Linked DNA regions of Oryctolagus cuniculus: regions 2 and 3 are each linked to region 1. A link is a contact called in public Micro-C data. All regions are on one chromosome and are shown on one strand. Each heading gives the region's core, a stretch centred on a gene start, on an enhancer-like site or on the middle of the called end of the contact. The rest is flanking DNA. Distances are from core to core; before and after follow the strand shown. Region 1 holds the start of CYB561 (cytochrome b561). Region 2 holds the start of TACO1 (translational activator of cytochrome c oxidase I). Region 3 holds the start of MAP3K3 (mitogen-activated protein kinase kinase kinase 3).

Evidence for each region. A called contact is a pair of places that touch in the nucleus more often than the background predicts.
Region 2: a Micro-C map of ear pinna shows a contact between it and region 1, with 3 times the contacts expected there. The contact joins the promoter of TACO1 here to the promoter of CYB561 in region 1. A contact is called at or near these places in 3 of 6 Hi-C or Micro-C datasets (ear pinna, psoas muscle and an unstated tissue).
Region 3: a contact with region 1 is called in a Micro-C map of ear pinna, with 2.9 times the contacts expected there. The contact joins the promoter of MAP3K3 here to the promoter of CYB561 in region 1. A contact is called at or near these places in 3 of 6 Hi-C or Micro-C datasets (ear pinna, psoas muscle and an unstated tissue).

Annotation. Positions count from the first base shown.
Region 1 is chr17:15,239,061-15,242,511 of mOryCun1.1, reverse strand. CYB561 (cytochrome b561) reads right to left here and starts at 1,309. Exons shown (of 7, transcript XM_051825113.2): 1 at 1,139-1,309.
Region 2 is chr17:15,108,585-15,112,132 of mOryCun1.1, reverse strand. It overlaps TACO1 (translational activator of cytochrome c oxidase I), which reads left to right and starts at 2,005. Exons shown (of 6, transcript XM_070060499.1): 1 at 2,005-2,446; 2 at 2,622-2,663; 3 at 3,530-3,548. The coding sequence starts at 2,176. It overlaps LOC127484491 (a long non-coding RNA gene), which reads right to left. Exons shown (of 2, transcript XR_011383429.1): 2 at 1,983-3,548.
Region 3 is chr17:15,091,010-15,094,289 of mOryCun1.1, reverse strand. MAP3K3 (mitogen-activated protein kinase kinase kinase 3) reads left to right here and starts at 1,704. Exons shown (of 16, transcript XM_008271693.4): 1 at 1,704-1,836. The coding sequence starts at 1,833. LOC127484491 (a long non-coding RNA gene) reads right to left here and starts at 1,290. Exons shown (of 2, transcript XR_011383429.1): 1 at 658-1,290.

The sequences.
Region 1 (3,451 bases), core at 60-2,559:
CGGGCGACGGAAGATGGAGCTTCATTTCATAAGTCTTAGAAAATTCTCAAAGGCTGCCACCGTGGAAGGTTCGAGAAAGAGGGGGACAATCAGAGGCAGCAAAGCCCAGGCAGGGGTCTCCGAAGGCGCGCCCGGGACCCCGGGGCCCCACGGCTCCTCCGCGGCCGTGCCAGGCAGGGAGGGGAGGGGGCCCGCGCCCTGGGCAGCAGCAGGTGCCCGCTCAGTGCAGTTCCCCGCCGGCTGTACCCGGCGTCCAGGGCCCCCGAGGCCAACCGAGGAGCAGGGCTTTCCTCGGCTAGAAACCCCCTGCGCCGACGCCGAGAGGCTGGGGTGTGGAGCAGAACACGAAGGCGCCTCCCCTCGGGCCTGGGACGTGTCCACCCACGACCCTGCGGCGTTGGCGGCCAGGTTTCAGGTTTCCGAAGGAAGCACAGTCGTGGCCGGGGCTTGGCTGAGCCACCTCCACCCTACCTCGTCCTACAACATGGCTGCGGGCCCAGGGGTTTAAACTTGGGGTCGCCAGCAGCCCGCACGCTCACTCCGCGGGGACTCGGCAGAGCCAGGAAGCGGGCGCGACGCTGGGACAGGTGCAGGGCAGGTGCAGGAAGAGGAAGGCCTGGTCCGGCCCGGCCGGGCCCGCCGTTCCCCGCACACCTGGGCGCCTCGCCCCCGCCCCCCGCCCGTCCCGGGGCCGCCTCCCCTCGGCGCTGGGGCTCTGCTCCCACCGCGCCGCCCGCGCCGCCTACCTCGTCCCGCCGCGCCGCCGCTGCCCGGCCTGCGAGCGTCGCCGCGCCGCGCCCCGGCCGCTCTGCCGGTTCCGCGGGCCGCGCCAGCCTCCCAGCCGGCGCGCGGGCCTCGGCGCGACGGCGTCGCCATGGCGACCGGCGGCGGGCGGGCCGCGGGGGAGCGTGTCCGCGGCCGGAAGTGCCCACGACGCGCTCCCCCAGGAGGCGCTCCCCAGGCTGCCCCGCACGTGCCAGGGACCGAGGGTGCCGGTGGGTCCTCAGGTGCAGCGCCCGAACCCAGCTGCCCGGTGCGGGGCTGCGGTGCGGGGCCACCAGGACCCCAGCCTCTGGACCTGAGTTCGGGTGACCTGAGGGGCCCGACTGCGTAGCCGCGGGCGAAGCGAGGGGCGCACCGGGGTGGTCCGAGCCTGGGGGACGAAGTCGGGAGCGAGGTGCGGGCGCCCCTCCCTGGCCTCGCCTCCGGGCTTCCTGGTTCTCCGGCTCCACGCTGTCCTCGTCTTCCCGCTCCGAGCTCCGCAGGCCGCCAGGTGTCAGACGCGGCCCGGCCTGGCTCAGCACCGCGGCCCGCGAGCCTTGAAAAGGCGCCCTCGTGTCCCCGCCCCGCGGCGGGAGGTGTCACTGCACCGACAGGGCCGGGACCAGCCCCTTCCCTTGGCTCCAGCCCCCACACCGCACGCGCACACAAGGTGGTGAGCGGATTTTTTGCCCGCATTTTCCCAAGTCGGGAGGCCCGGCCTGCGAAGCGCACACACAGGCAGGCCCGCCAAGGGGAAGTATCCCACCAGCCTCTCGTGGAGGCCTGGGCCTTGTCGTCCGCAGCCTCCCCTGTCCCAAGTGCTAAGGGCAGCGCTAGGCTGGGAGCCAGCCCCACCCCCACCCCCGGCAGCCCGGCCCGGACCCCCATCCAGGAAATGCTGCGCAGACTTCCTACAAGCTCAGAACAAAAGGTTCTTTCCTGTCGGATGCTGGGCCAGACCAGACTCGCCAAGGGCCTAGGAGGAGGAGAGAAATGAGTCCCCTCCCCTCCGGAGAGAAACCCAGCTCCTTCCCCACCTGCCTCCCGGCCCCTGTTGCAGATGCACAGGGCGTGGGACAGCTGCTCCTCCAAGGCCCTCGGATGGGTGTCCCACAGGCCCTGGGACACAGCACCCCCTCCGAGGACAGAAGCCTACGGCGAGACACACCAGGTGGCTCTGGCCCTGGGCGCACCTTCCCGTGGGGCAAACACAGCTGGGTCCCTGCTCTCAGAGGGACCAGGTGTGAACCCTGCAGGCCAGGGGTCGCGCTAGGGTGTCTTGCAGCCCCAGGAAGCTCGTGGAAGTTTCCAAGGAAGAACCAGCTGCCTTAGCTTGCTAACAGGTGAACGGCGGGCAGCAAATGCCTTGTGAACTGAAGGTGGAACGGAGCCATTTCCCGTTGTTTGGGTTGTGGGTCTGGGCCAGGAGAGGAGTCCTGCTGGGTGGGGCTGCCCCCTCCCCGAGTGAGTGCTGAGCTCCTGGGTCACAGGGCAGGCCTTGCGGTCCCCAGGGGGCCGTGGGCACCTCCTCCCTCCAAGATCCTGCAACACTGCTAAGGAGAGACACACACACCCCAGTGTAGAGTTGAAATCAAAATGGAGTAAGTGTGGCTAAGAGCTAACCGGATGATTTCCCACTCTGTAAAGATCAGTCTTGTTTGCTTGCTTGCTAATGGCTATCTTGTGAAACTGCGTGGGGCAAATTCCAAGAACCGGGAAAAGGCCCAGCCCAGTGTTCTGTCTGAGATTAAAGAAATGTGCCTCACCATGTTTATCTTACAACTATATCCCAGGTCTGGTAACTGTGTGACAAGAAATTTCAAAATTGTGAGCCCTAGTGGACGAATTCTATAAAGAGCTGCGTAACTCACTGTTGGGGGCCACACTCCAGTAAGGGGTGTCGGTCCCGATCAGTCGCCTTGCCTCTCAAATAAAATTTTAGCGTGTGGCTGTCACTAGCCTCTGTAACATTCTGTTTCAGTGAACGAGTGGATGCAACACCCAGCAGCGTGCCCAGGGGCAAGCTTACAGTGGGGAAGGCATTGGGGGTGCTTTGAGCAAGGGAGACACCTGAACATTAGCCTCATGGAAACTCGACTCTCGGGCTCATGGCTCCTACCAGCCCATTGGAAAGAGCTGATGAGGAGCCACCGGTTCTAGTCCCGGCTGCTCCACTTCTGATCCAGCTCCCTGCTAATGCACCTGGAAAAGCAGCACAGGACGGCCCAAGTGCTTGGGCCCCTGCACCCATGTGGGAGACCCAGAAGAAGCTCCTGGCTCCTGGCTTGGGCCTGGCCCAGCTCCAGCCATTGCAGCCATTTGGGGAGTGAACCAGCGGATGGAAGGTCTCTGTATCTCTCCCTCTCTCTCTGTAACTCTCTCTTTCAAATAAAATAAATCTTAAGAAAGAAAAGAAAGAAAGAAAGAAAGAAAGAAAGAAAGAAAGAAAGAAAGAAAGAAAGAAAGAAAGAAAGAAAGAAAGAAAGAAAGAAAGAAAGAAGCAGTTGATCCCAGAGGCCTTGCCCATGGTCCGGGCGGGCAGACACGCAGATGGCCCCTCCGCCTTCGCTGCTGCAGCCCCTGCCCTGGAGGCCTGCGAGCTCGCTCTGTCTGCAGCTTGGGGGGAGGGTGGGAAAGGAGAGGACCCCTACTGCCCCCTGGGGTGACCCAAAACGTGGCTCAGGGCTTC
Region 2 (3,548 bases), core at 756-3,255, 130 kb after region 1:
GCCTCTACCCACCGTCGCTGGAATAAGGCTTGATTCTCTTCTCTACATTGCATGACCTCCCTGATTTTGTCATAACTTATAGGTTTAAAATACATTTTTTTTATTCCAGATACTAGACCGGACACCATATATATGACCTCAACACTTTGAATCTTCATGACTTTGTGCATAGTTCCTGTTGGGGTCTCTGTGGAATTGCTGTGACTCCCACAGCACATTGGTTTGGGCTGCTCAGCTGCCAAGCAGTCCACAAGGGCTTGGTCTTGGGCCCAGAATCACTCTTTTTCTTCAGGGGTACAAGACAATGTGTAGGTCACCCTTGATCAAGTTAGAAGCCAGAGTCGGGGTGTGGAATTCCTCAGTAAATTTGCCAGGGTCTTTTGAAAATCTCCCAAGCTTTGGTTTACCTTGATTTAAGTCAGTCATGGAAAAAAGGAACTGTACTATGATTATCCCAGCATGTCCATTAGCCACCGCGCTCAGGGAACAAAGCCTATTTGTATCTGGATGGTAGGAGGCACCACTGCTAGTGATTCCCTCTGAGCTACCGTTCAGTAGTGGGGGACAGGTAGGCTTGCACTGAGCTAGTAGGAGGTGAAGAGAATCATGGATTAAAGGAGAAGGGAAGGACTCATCTCTCCCTGGGGATGGGTCCAGCAGTGGGAAAAGCTGAGTTTGAGGTGGTTGAGGTGGTCCCTGGGTGGTGGAGGACCACTAAATAGTTCTGGTCTTCTGAGTTTCGTGTCTCTAAAAGGGTATGGGAATAACAAAGCCCACAGCTTCCTCTGAGGGTGGAGTTTTGGAAGGGTGCCATGCAGGCTTAGCTATAAAGAACTTCTGACTATTTCTGTGGTCTCTTGAAGAAGAGGTTAATTTAGAGAATAATATTAAATTTGAGGTCTCATTTAATGGCCAGGCATCCCCCATTCTCTAGCTTATTTTGTGGCCAGTGTTGAAAGGTTTTTTTTTTTTTTCCTTGTTTGGAACATCTACTTTCCTAGTTTCCATGGGAATGGACAAAATCTCAAATATAGTCCGTGGTGCCCAGGTGTTTGCAGGCCCCTTCATTTTGGTCAGGTGTCCAAGGCCCCTGGGGCTTTCTGTTGGGATGGGGGCTTGGGGGGTACGGGATTGGACATGACAAATTTTAGGTTGCATTTTTAGATTTTAGCAAGGTGGTAGTATGTTTGGCACTTCTGGTCCAGCCTTCAGTGGTTCAATGTGATTTTAAAATAATCCTGAAAGTTAGCAATTGAAGGGGAGGGAAGTGGACCCTTCTTTTGAAGAATACAGAGAAACTGCCCTGCAGGCCCCAGGTTGCTGGAGGCAGAGGCCCTCCATCCATTGGTTCAATTTCCAAGTGGTTGTAATAAGGGCCAGGGTTGGGCCACGCTGAAGCCAGGAGCCTGGAACTCCATCCAGGTCTCCCATGTGGGCGGCAGGAGCACAGGTACTTGGGCCTTCTGCTGCTGCTTTCGCAGGCACACCACAGGGAGGTGGATCAGAGGTGCAGCAGCCTGCATCAGAACCAGTGTCCACATGGGATGCTGGCATCACAAGCAGTGGCTTAACCCACTGCCGCCACACGCTGGCCCCCAAGACTTTACTATTTTAAAGCTCCAAGGCTTATTTTGTGTTTTCAACCTTCCTATGTTGGTAAAGAAAGTATTAGCATCAAGAGGGACAACCTGACTGAGCAAATCACCTTGCTGTTGAATGAGGAGGTTGGGCCATATATACTATTTTTGCAACAATACATTTATTATTCTGGATCTGCTCAGAGTTACGAATCAACATTGAAGCAAAACCAGTTTCGGAATTTAGATCATTGTAGGTGTGTCCAGTGCTCGCAGGCAACTGGGAGGGATTAAGTGCTAGGTCACCCTTCCCGGGGCACGAAAGGAACGAGTACTGTAAGCGGCGGAACGGACTTCGCGGGCTGAGGGGACGTGTTTTTAGAACGGACCTAGGACAGGAAGTGTGCTACTCCATTAAGGGTTCCCCACTCCCGGCTGACACGGGGACGGTGAGGGGTCATTCCTTGTTGGACTGCCGGAGGCAACCATAAATAAGCCTTTAGATCTCCAGCGCCTGGAGCTGCTTTTTCTGGCTGCGGACAATAGGAGCTGACCTTGTTGACTACTGTTTGTAGCGTGCAGCCCAGGGTCGGAGCCGATGGCAGCTTGGACCGCGGCCCGCTGGAGCAGGGCAGCTGCCCAGTGCTTATGGGCGCCAGGTCCTGGGTTCCGGGCGGCTCCTCCACGCGCCGCCCAGCCCGAGCCCCTAGAATGCGGCCCAGCTCTGGGCAGGATGCTGCACCTCACCGTGGCGGCCCCGGCCGGGCACAACAAGTGGTCCAAAGTCCGGCACATCAAGGGTCCCAAGGACACTGAAAGAAGTCGCGTCTTCTCCAAGCTCTCTCTGAGCATTCGCCTGGCAGTCAAAGGTGAGAACCTGTCACTCATTGCTGGCAGGCTGTGCCCTTCCGAGCCCGAGGCCTCACTCGCCTCCCGAATCTCGGGACCTGCGTTTTCTGTTCCTTCCCCGATTCCCATCGTCACCCACCTCATAAACCCTCCCAAACACCTTCCCACGCTGGCTCTCCTCGCTCGCCTTTCCAGACACCTGTGCTTACCAGAGAAGGAGCCTAGCAAGACAGGATGGTGAGTGTAACTCCACCCTGGTACTCAGAGCTGATTTGTTGCATTGTTTCCTTTTTATTTCTCAATTCTTGGTGCGAAGTTTGACCAACACTATTGTTTTTTAAAGATTTTATTTTATTGATTGGAAAGGCAGAGTTACAGAGGGAGAGAGAGAGACTGAGAGAGCTATCTTCCATCCATTGGTTCACTCCCAAATGGCTGCAGTAACCAGGGCTGGGCCAGGCCAGAGCCAGGAACCTGGAACTCCATTCTGGCCTTCCACGTTGGTGGCAGGGGCCCAAGTACTCAGGCCACCTGCTGCTTCTTTCCCAGGAGCATAAGCAGAGAGCTGGATGGGAACTGGAGTGGCTGGGACTTCAACGAGTGCTCAATGATATGCCAGCATCACAGGCAGTGGCTTAATCCACTGTGCCATAATGCTCGCCCCGAATGTTTATTTTGTATTGTCAGGCATTGATAATATAAATACAATAAGACACAGCCCCTACCCTCAGAGTCAATGAGCATGATTACAGTGTCATTTGAACATTTCAGTATTATGTACGCAATAATAAAGTAAGAGCAAGGGATATTAATAATAAGTCCAGGAGATGCTGGTATATCCCCTCTTTATTTCATACAAAGTGATGTTCACTAAAACATAGCAAAATAAAATTCTTAGCTAAAGACACAGTGAACTAGACACTTTTCCAAACTGCTACTTCTCCATATCCCACTCAAACACTAAATAAAAGTGTTCTAAACTAATGGAAAACTAAGTGATAACATATCACTGTTTTGGCTGGGGGTGTGAGGACCTGGAAATCCCCCTTTTTCTCCCATGTTGTAATGAGAGCTCACTGCTCACTATTTTCTCTTTATTTCAGAGGGAGGCCCCAACCCTGA
Region 3 (3,280 bases), core at 455-2,954, 150 kb after region 1:
ATTAATTACCTTGGAGCTACTCAGATTAAATCAGGGGGTGTACATAGTGGTATATAACAAATGACCGTTTCTTTCCCTTTTACTCTTGTCTCCCCGTTACAATAAATCGGGACTCAGAGACACAAGAGCTTGTTGGAGGAAAAAAAAAACAAACAAAACCAACAGGACAAGGGAACTATACTACATATTGAGGGGTGGGGATAAAGAAGGAAGAGCCCAAAATAATTCTTCAGGCCAAGCCACCATGAAAGGTTCTTAATTGACAGTGGCACCTGAGAAAGATTATTCTGGAGTCTGACATTACACTGAAACTGAGTCTGAAGATTTGGGTGTATAATGTTGAACAATGGGGGTGGGGGTGAGGGTTGGAGCAATTAATTACGGTCATTTTTTCTGAAATATGCAGTCAATATTGTTTTGAAGCAATGTTTAGTGGCACGGGAAAACGCTTAGAATAAAATGTACGCACACTACAAGACAATGCGAAGCCACTTTCGGCACACGTTGCATGACCTAAGTAGGAAACAGATACAGCCCTCTCTGGGTGAGCTTTTCATTTTCCTTTTTATACTTTTCCGTATCTTTCGATCGTTTTCTACAAAACTCGTGTTGCTTTCACAACCAGAAAAAAGGAAACTATTTTCTGAAAGAACTCACCGAATTCCAGGAACCCACACTGCAGGACTGTCCCAACCTCCGGGGCCGAGGGACCTAGGCCGGAGGGCGTGGCCCCGGAGGTTTGCGACCCGGGGGAAGAGCTACGCGTCCGGACGGCAGCCTCGACCAGGGATCCCGCGGCAGAGGTGGCCGCAAGCTGGGCAGCGCTCGGAGCCAGAGCCTCCCCGCTCATCCCGCGCACCGTGCTGGGCTCGGGAAGGAGCGGGACGCCGGCCTCCGGAACCGCCCAGCCCGCGGAGAACCCGGAGGGCGGAAGGCCTGAGGGGCCCGGCGGCCGCCTTCTCCTAACCCCAGCCCCTAAGTAGCCGGCAGGGAACCGCGCCAGCCCGCGCGCCCGCGGAGCCGTCGGGGACTGACGGGAGGTGGGAATGTGGGCGGAGCCTCGCGCCGGAGCCGTGATTGGAGTGACCAACACCTCCCAGGGAGAGAGGGCGAGGCCGCCAGCGAGGGATGCGCAGAGGCGGGTGCTCAGAGCCCTCTCTTTGATTGGCTAGTAGCGCGGGGAACCGGGCGCTGTCTCGGTGATTGGCAGGCGCTAGACTGTCCTCGGAAACCGCCTTGGCTTCGCCCATTGGCATCCTGCGAGAGTGGGCGGGATTGGTTCATCGTGTGGTGCTGATGATTAGCTGGCGACTGAGAGTGAGGGTGTTGGGAGAGAGCCGGAGGGGGGGCAACGGGGGGGGGCTGCCGACTTCCTCCTCGTCATTGGCTGATGAAGCGAGTAGGGGTGGCGCGAAGGTCCAGCCACTGCTTGGGATTGGCGAGCGCTGGTGTGAGTGACAAGCAGGGGGGCGAGCTGCGCGACCAGCGGTTTGTTTTTCGGAGCGTTCCTGAGGTGGAGAACGGTGGCCGGACGGAGCGACTGCGGCACTGAGGGACTGGCGGGCGGGCGGGCCGAGCGGCGCCGCCGAGGCCGGGCTGGGCCGAGCCCAGGAGCGCCGGGGATGTAGCGGGCCACCTTGCCCATGCCACAGTCCCCGGTCGCGGCCGGAGCCGGAGCCGGAGCCTGGGCAGGCGGCGGGGGCCCCGAGCGCAGCCCGCGCCCCCCGCGCGGAGCCAGGCCCGCTGCCGTCCCCGCCGCCCGGGCCCCCGGCATGCAGCTCCGGCTGCGGAGGTGACACTCTCGGACCCGAGCCGCCGCCGCCATCGCCACCATGGGTGAGTGTCGCCACCGCCCCGGCCTGTGCCCGCGCTGCCTCGCGACGCCCCGCCCCGGGATGAGGGGAGGAGGACCCCGGGCCGCCGCCTGACAGGCATGGACAGCCCGCCGGGCCGGGAGCTGCGGACCGCCGGCCGGCGTCGCGTCCCGGGCGGGGGCTCGGGCTCCCCGCGGCCTGCCAGGGCGGCCCCGCCGGCGGCTCCCGCTCGGCAGCCCTCCTTCCGGGCGGCGCGGCGGGACCCGGGGCCCGTGCTCTGCCGGGCCGCCCGCTCCGGCCCCAGCGAGCCGGCGCGCGAGCCCGAGGGCGGGGGAGCGAGAGCGCAGTGTGGGGCCCGGGCTGGAGGCTGGTGCAGGCCCAGCTGCTGTTGTGTCTTTTCCTTGATTTGCTTTTTTTTCCTGCCTGTGTCATTTCCTTCCCTTTGCTCGCACTGGCCGGCCTGTGAGAGTTCCCGGGGCTTGCTCTCCAGCCTTGTGCGCGGCGCGGCGCGGCGCTGCGCGGGGGGAGGGCGTGTGGGATCGGCCGCGAGGGGATGGACGCGAGGCGCGGGGCGGCGGGCGAACGCGCGCTGCCCGCACGGGGCTGGCTGGAGGCTCCGGGAGGCTGGGCGCTGCCAGTTACCGGGCATAGCCTACTTTTTGAACGATCCGGGGGCAGTGTCTTACATCTATTATCTTTATCTTGCGGTATCCCTGAAATTATGTAACTGCTGCACGAAACATTCGCTGCATAAAAGAATCTCTATGAAATCATTTCCTTTTTGTCAGTATTTGCGATTTCTGCTGTGAAGATGTAATCTAAGAAAAGCTTTTAATGTCTTCCACACGCAGCGTCTGAACTGTTGTATAGTATCCTTTCTGGTACCTTAGCAAATGACTGTTGGACTGGATTAAGAAGCAAATGATCCTTTAAAAAAAAAAAAAACACAACATTGATTCGGTCGGGACAGGTGCTGTGATACTGTTGTCCCCAGTAGCAAGCTTTGCAAGATATTTTGTATTGTCCTAAATAGTAAAGGGGGAAATGTCAGCGAAAGAAGGGGACTTTTGCCTCAGCTAAGTGCCCTGAGTGCAGAGGGAGCGTTCCTGTTTGCTTTGTCCTATAGCAAGGTCAAGTCATCTTTGCTGGAGGTTAGGTGTATATGCTATGTCACGCTGGCCACATAGTCTTCGGTGACCCCTCTCCACGCACTGGCTGTGAATGAGTTGCCTTGTGTTTCATGCTGCTCTATACACAGTATGGGAAGGGTCTGTTGGTTTGCTGGAGTTACTCTTTCCTTCCTGTGCCCCACTTCAGAAATGCTGAGAGGAGGCATAAAAGGAACCCAGTAAGGCCTAGAGTCTAATAATCTGATTTAACAAATTGAACATTTACTGTAAACAGGACACAGAATTCTTTCTCTTCCCCAGGCTTCAGACATTTGTTCTGTGTTACAGAATTTGAGC